2 separate regions of the Anas platyrhynchos genome follow, and region 2 is linked to region 1. Evidence: chromatin contacts called from public Hi-C data. All regions are on one chromosome and are shown on one strand. Each heading gives the region's core, a stretch centred on a gene start, on an enhancer-like site or on the middle of the called end of the contact. The rest is flanking DNA. Distances are from core to core; before and after follow the strand shown.

The links. Hi-C and Micro-C count contacts between places; a contact is called where the count stands out from the background.
Region 2: a Hi-C map of subcutaneous adipose tissue shows a contact between it and region 1, with 2.2 times the contacts expected there. The contact joins the enhancer-like site here to the promoter of LOC140001799 in region 1. A contact is called at or near these places in 4 of 8 Hi-C or Micro-C datasets (liver, skeletal muscle and subcutaneous adipose tissue).

The regions. Positions count from the first base shown.
Region 1 is chr2:1,658,267-1,661,040 of IASCAAS_PekinDuck_T2T, reverse strand. It overlaps LOC140001799 (lymphocyte antigen 6E-like), which reads right to left and starts at 1,374. Exons shown (of 4, transcript XM_072034258.1): 1 at 1,222-1,374. The coding sequence starts at 1,315.
Region 2 is chr2:1,709,012-1,711,785 of IASCAAS_PekinDuck_T2T, reverse strand. It overlaps LOC101791980 (lymphocyte antigen 6E), which reads right to left. Exons shown (of 3, transcript XM_027452778.3): 2 at 1,507-1,626; 3 at 1-416. The coding sequence ends at 208. Among named protein-coding and RNA genes, the nearest start is that of TOP1MT, 76 kb to the right of the region's middle. Within about 2 kb of position 1,320, at least 1 of the 8 cell types and tissues checked has an H3K27ac peak or open chromatin away from gene starts, as enhancers often do. A contact at or near this core is called in subcutaneous adipose tissue, where this site is marked.

The DNA.
Region 1 (2,774 bases), core at 125-2,624:
GCTTGGGTTCACCCTTTCCAGCTGCTGGAGACCCTACAAATTACACTCCTGACTAATTGGGCAGTAAGCACTGGCAGTTGTTAGTCCCATTAATTGGGACCTCCTTGGGCTGAAGAAGTCAGTCTGCCACACCTGCATCTTTGAGTGGGATTTAATGCCCCCAAACCTGGGTTAAAACACTGATGAGAAGACTGGCATTTAACTCTTAGCAGTGTGAATTCACCCCTATGACCCATACACTCCAATACTTCATTTTTACTTCCTAGGTCTTCTAAACTGAGTTAAGGTGCTCTTGGTTTTGGGGCTGAAGACAATCTCTGTCCCTCGGGCCTTGTTAATGCTAGGAAATTTGTCAAGATCACTATTCTGGAAGGCGAACCATGTTAAATGGCAGAAAAGTATTCTTAGGCCACAATGAGACAGAAATAACTACTCTAAGACATTATTTTTCCGCACCAGATAATGTGGCAAATCTCCAAGAGCTGGCAAAGCTAATTCCTCTCTAGAAAATGATGATAACATTAATTCTCTTTGGCTGCTTAAGTGACTTGTCTGTGGAGGCTGTAGGACCATGTACTTTTCCTTTGCAATCTCTTTGTGAAATAAACTATATAATCTGTAATGCAAATAATATGCAAATGTTCCTCTCCACCCAATATCCCAGCATAAGGCTGTCGACCCCGCAGAGCAACTTCTCCCCATCTTGACACCAAAGCCTCTGAAATCACCCCTGTAGGGTCTCTGAGATGGGCAAACATCAGGGCACAAGGGCAGATGCTGTAGGTCTGGCCCTGTCCCCGTGCTGCTGCTAGAAGCGGTGTCACCACCTGCAGGAGCCGGGAGCTGTTGATGTGTTTTGTGATAGTGGGCTGCAGCACTTCTTCATCAAGATTTAGAAATAACCACAGTCTTACATCATCTGAACAAGTAAACCCACAGGAAAATCTTTTAACAAAGACTTAAAAGTGGCAACTGCTTCCTTTTTTTTTTTTTTTTTTTTTTTCTTTTTAGTCCAGTAGTACACGAGTTCATAGAGAAAATTCCCCTGCAGAAAAAAAAACACCCTTGGCACAGCCAGGCTGAGAAACCCAAAGAGAAACACTAAGTCCTTCATCAAGCACTAAGGCAACCCTTTCCACCACTTCTTTCCCTGGCTACAAGGCCTTCTTGGCCTTCCAACATGCAATTATTCTTTGTCTAGAAGGAACCGTAATGCCTTACCTTGCTCTGTACATAGGACCAAAGCCAGCAGGGCGAGGAGCAAGGCCTTCATCGTTTCCGAGCCGTGTCCACAGCCCAGGAAAATCACCCTCATCTGGGGACAGGATATATATCTTCCCTGCGTTTGGACTGAGTGATTATGAAGACAACAATTTTGAAAGAATGGGCAGGGATCATGTGTTATTTGACAGGATAGGAATGCATGTGGGTTGTTTTCTCACCTCGGCGTTGCCTTCAGGCTGGTCAGATGGGGTCGGAGATGAGTGAAAGCACTAAGGCAATTCATTCCATTTATTGCTTTTAATACTTTGATGTCTCCATGGTCAGGCTAGTAGTGCTACTGATGTCTGAGTGGGGTTTTTGTACTGTTTAGTTCCAATCTGATCATCATGTTTGTGGCCAGATAATTCAGTGAAGGCATCTACTCAAAGCAAAATGGCAGTAAGTTGCACAAATTGATGGCTTCATCGGGGTGGATGACTGCCAAGAGCCTTTCCAGGGTCAGATTTGGAGAACTCCCAGTACCTACGGTCAGGACAAACCTAGCTGCGTCTCCATGGTTGGCAATACAAACAGGAAAGGTTTTATTATTTCCCGTTGTCTATAAAAGCTGCTGGTTAGTTACAAAGTCCTAAATGTTCCGCATCCTACTTTTGAGAGCAGCTGCAGCAAGGGAGCAATGTCTTTGGGGTCCACACACAGGAGCCAGCATATTGGAGGGTGGTTTCCAGTTTTGCTACATCTGAGCAAAGGCTAAAAACATCTTTGTCCTCCTTCTACATGGAACATCCGATCCAAAGTCCTGCTGGATAACAGTCAAACGTAAGGCTCCCATCCTTTACCATTTCTCTGCATGTTTATCTATTTGGGTGGAGCTGGAGATGGTAATTTCAACCCTTCTGGGTCCTCAGTTTGACCGCCTGTCCCACTTCTGCTTCCAGGGAACGAGCCATCAGGAGGTTTGGTGCAGCAAATCAGCAGATGTCTCCGTGAGTCACCACCCGCCCAGGCACCAAAGAGCAGAGAGGACAAAGCAGGAGCAGCCTCTCTAAATAAATCTGAATAAATCTGCCTGGGCACTCAGCTCTCTGCTCTCCCCTTCTCCACCCTGCAAGTGTTGGTCTGCAGGAAAGAGATAACAGGTATCCAGCTGATCTGCACAAACTGTGCTTTATCAGATGGAACTGCAGAAGAAGAGAGAGAATGTGAAAAAAATAAAAATAAAAATGCTTAGATTGACTAAGGGAGGGCAAAAATGCCTGGGGTTGAGCTCTTTGGGAGCATATGGGTAAGCATCTCTGAAGCACAGGTCATGTGCATCTTGCACATTCAGGGCAGCTGATAGGACTAATCATTGCTCATCACAGTGAAGGCATGACCAGAGGAAGTTCAGAAGGACACCAAAACCCGTGGTATCTTCCATTTTAAGGAAAGAAAAAAAAAAAAAAAAGGGTGGGGGTGGGGGAGGTGTTTAGGGGCAGGTAATTTTCAGGTACTGTTGAGGTTTCTGCCACTGGCTTTAAACCACTGGGCCTATCAGTACTGCTGACATA
Region 2 (2,774 bases), core at 71-2,570, 51 kb before region 1:
ATGCTGGAAGAGCATAAAGTCTGGGAAACGACCACCGCGGAGGCCTGCTGAGAAGTAGAGGATCTCCTTGTGGGCAGCGATAGAGAAAATATTGGCTAATGAGACCCGCGGCAGCCCGTGGAAGACGGGGCACCACGTTGCAGAGGTGGGCTCGCCGGGGGTGCCCCCACCGTCCCCAGGGCACCGGCTCTTCCTCGGCCAGCCCCATCACTCACGAGCCCTGAGGATGTAGAAGAAGCTGACCAGGATGCCCAAGGCCAGGACGGTGTAGCTGGCTTTCACGTTGCTGGAGCCGCTGATGTTGCAGAGGAAGGAGTCGCAGCAGTAAACGGAGGCAGCCGCTATGCCAACGTTAATCCCGGCACTGGGGCAAATGGGAGAGCATCCTTTGGAGATGGACTGGCCGGACTTGCCACCTGAATTTCAGTGGGGAAGGGGAGAGGAAGAAAAAACAGAAAGCAGACGGGTTTAAAACCTTTCAGCCTTTTGATATATTCTGCAGAGGAAACAACAGCACCGAAAAAGCTAGAGTGTCATGTGCAGTTCAGAGAGGATGTAGCACTTCTCGTCAACCTCAACCAGCCCACACACTTCGAGAAACACCCCCACCTACTTTCCACACTGCCCCTAGAGACCGTACAACCCAGGGACAGCCCTCCCAGGCTGCTGGCCAAAATTTGTCTGCCACAGCTCTGGTGGAGAATGTCAAAAATCCCACTTCAAGCTTGACCCTGGGGCTCCTCAAGCTGGAGAGGGACTCGTGAGCGAACGCCGCGTTACGAGCTCAGCTGCGAGCGAGGCGCAGCTCGCATTTAGCAGCGAGCTCAAGAAATAGGAAGCCATTAGCACCGTGTGCTAAGATGACAGGTTTATAAAAACTCCTGGCCTCCATTTGTGCATGCACAAGCCGCCCACATTATGGGCTCTGCAACTCGGGCATGCAACACTCTTCCCTCCTGCATGTTGGAAGGAGAGGCTGAGGGAGAGCAGGGCAAGCCAGGATGGGATGCGAGCTCTGCAATGCCACCAGGGGACCTGCCAGAGCAGGCTGCTTCTCTGGGAGATCCCCCGGAGCTTTCTTGGTGCTTTTTTCCTTCTATGAAAAGCAGGCATTTAGGGAGGGAAGCTGCAAGTTCCTGGCAATCCCACCATGCCTACAGAGGGCAAAAAATCACAGGCAGAGACAAACAACACAAGCTAGCACAGAGCAAAAGCTGGAAGAGTAACCCTGGACCTTTCCTGCATAGGAAGCCTGCAACACCCTCGACCTCGCCCCTTTCACCAGCAACCTCCTCTCTCCACCCCTAAGTTCCCCTCGGACTCCTGGCATCAGTGCAGACACGTGGGCTTTAATGTGACTTGGTTTGGCAGCACATCTCTCGCAAAATGCCTTTAGGGTGGTCCGACACAGCTGCCACACAGAACTTTCTCCTTTCTCCAGCCAGAGGAAGGAAAACCTTCACGCACTTCCCCATGTAATCCCAGAGAGCAGCGAGGAAGACTCACCAAGTCCCACTCCGACGTACGTTGTCACACAGTAGTTTTCATTCTCCCCGCACGTGACAGGCTTCAGGCAGCCCCAGTTGGAGGATGCATCCGAGCAGGAAAAGCAGACGAGTGTGTGGGCTGCAAGAGAAAGGCACGGCTCAGTTAGGGGCTGGTGGGGAGACATTGCTGCTCAGAGGTCCCCACCTCCAGCACGCAGCACTCGCGGCATCCAGCCACAGCCCGTGCTTGCTGTTCAGGCTGCGTCGATCTGTGATAGCCTTTTTGCCCCCCAAATTTGTCTGAGGGTTCAAGCACAAGGGATAAATGTTAAGGTTTCGGTTGGGTTAGCTGCCAGCTAAAGCCTCGATGCAACTGCGGGTCAGCCTGGTGCTTCATGGCATGCTCTTATTTGCACCAAGAGCTGGTCCAAGCAGCGGCTGCCAACCCGAAAGCAGGTTCAGGCTTGCAGGTTGGATGCTGAGATTTGGGCTTATTCACCTCTGCTACCCTGGACACCAATGGGAACTGCTCCAGGTGTGACTACAGGTTCGAGCTTTTCGTGGCCTGCCTTTGGCAGCAGGGCACAAAGCTTAGGCTACACTTGAGCTAACAATACATGGTAGAAACGAATTCCCAGCCGAAGCAAGCCCAGCGCTGCAGCAAGACCTGCAAGGACTTGCAGCGCCCCATTACCCTGAGAGTCACAGCACTATGAAAGCATGCTGCTTTCAACCAACCTTTCTAATGTGGAGCAGAGGAAGAGCAGAGAAGCACGACTTCCTACAGGGCAGGTTCCCCAATGTGGTCAACCCTGCACCAGCAGGATGGATTGCACCAACTAGTTCCCATCCCACATCCAAGGAAGGGGAAAGATTGGGAAATAGCATTCAGCGGAGGGAAACGGTCGCAGAAACTGCCTGGACTAGTGACTCAGCATGGACTTGTGTATTTGGCAGTGGATGGATGATCTTCTCTGTATTTTACATATTAAGAACTTCACATCCACACTGCAATTGTTGACCTACATATGCAGACAGATCGGGGCCATTCCCAACAACTTGACGGGCTCTGATTTTGGAGCCCTCTGCAAACCTTTCCATGAGGCCCTGCCTTTCTCTTCTGTGTTTATAGGAGCCAAAATGGAGGGGAAGCAAATTCAGGATGGGAAGCACAAGGCTGCCTCATTCCTGCTCCAGGACAAACAGATTTTCCTAAGGAGGTGATGCTGGAGAAGCCCTGATAGAGCTCGCTAAGGCTTGGCAGTCCCTGCTGTGGTGTATTTTGAA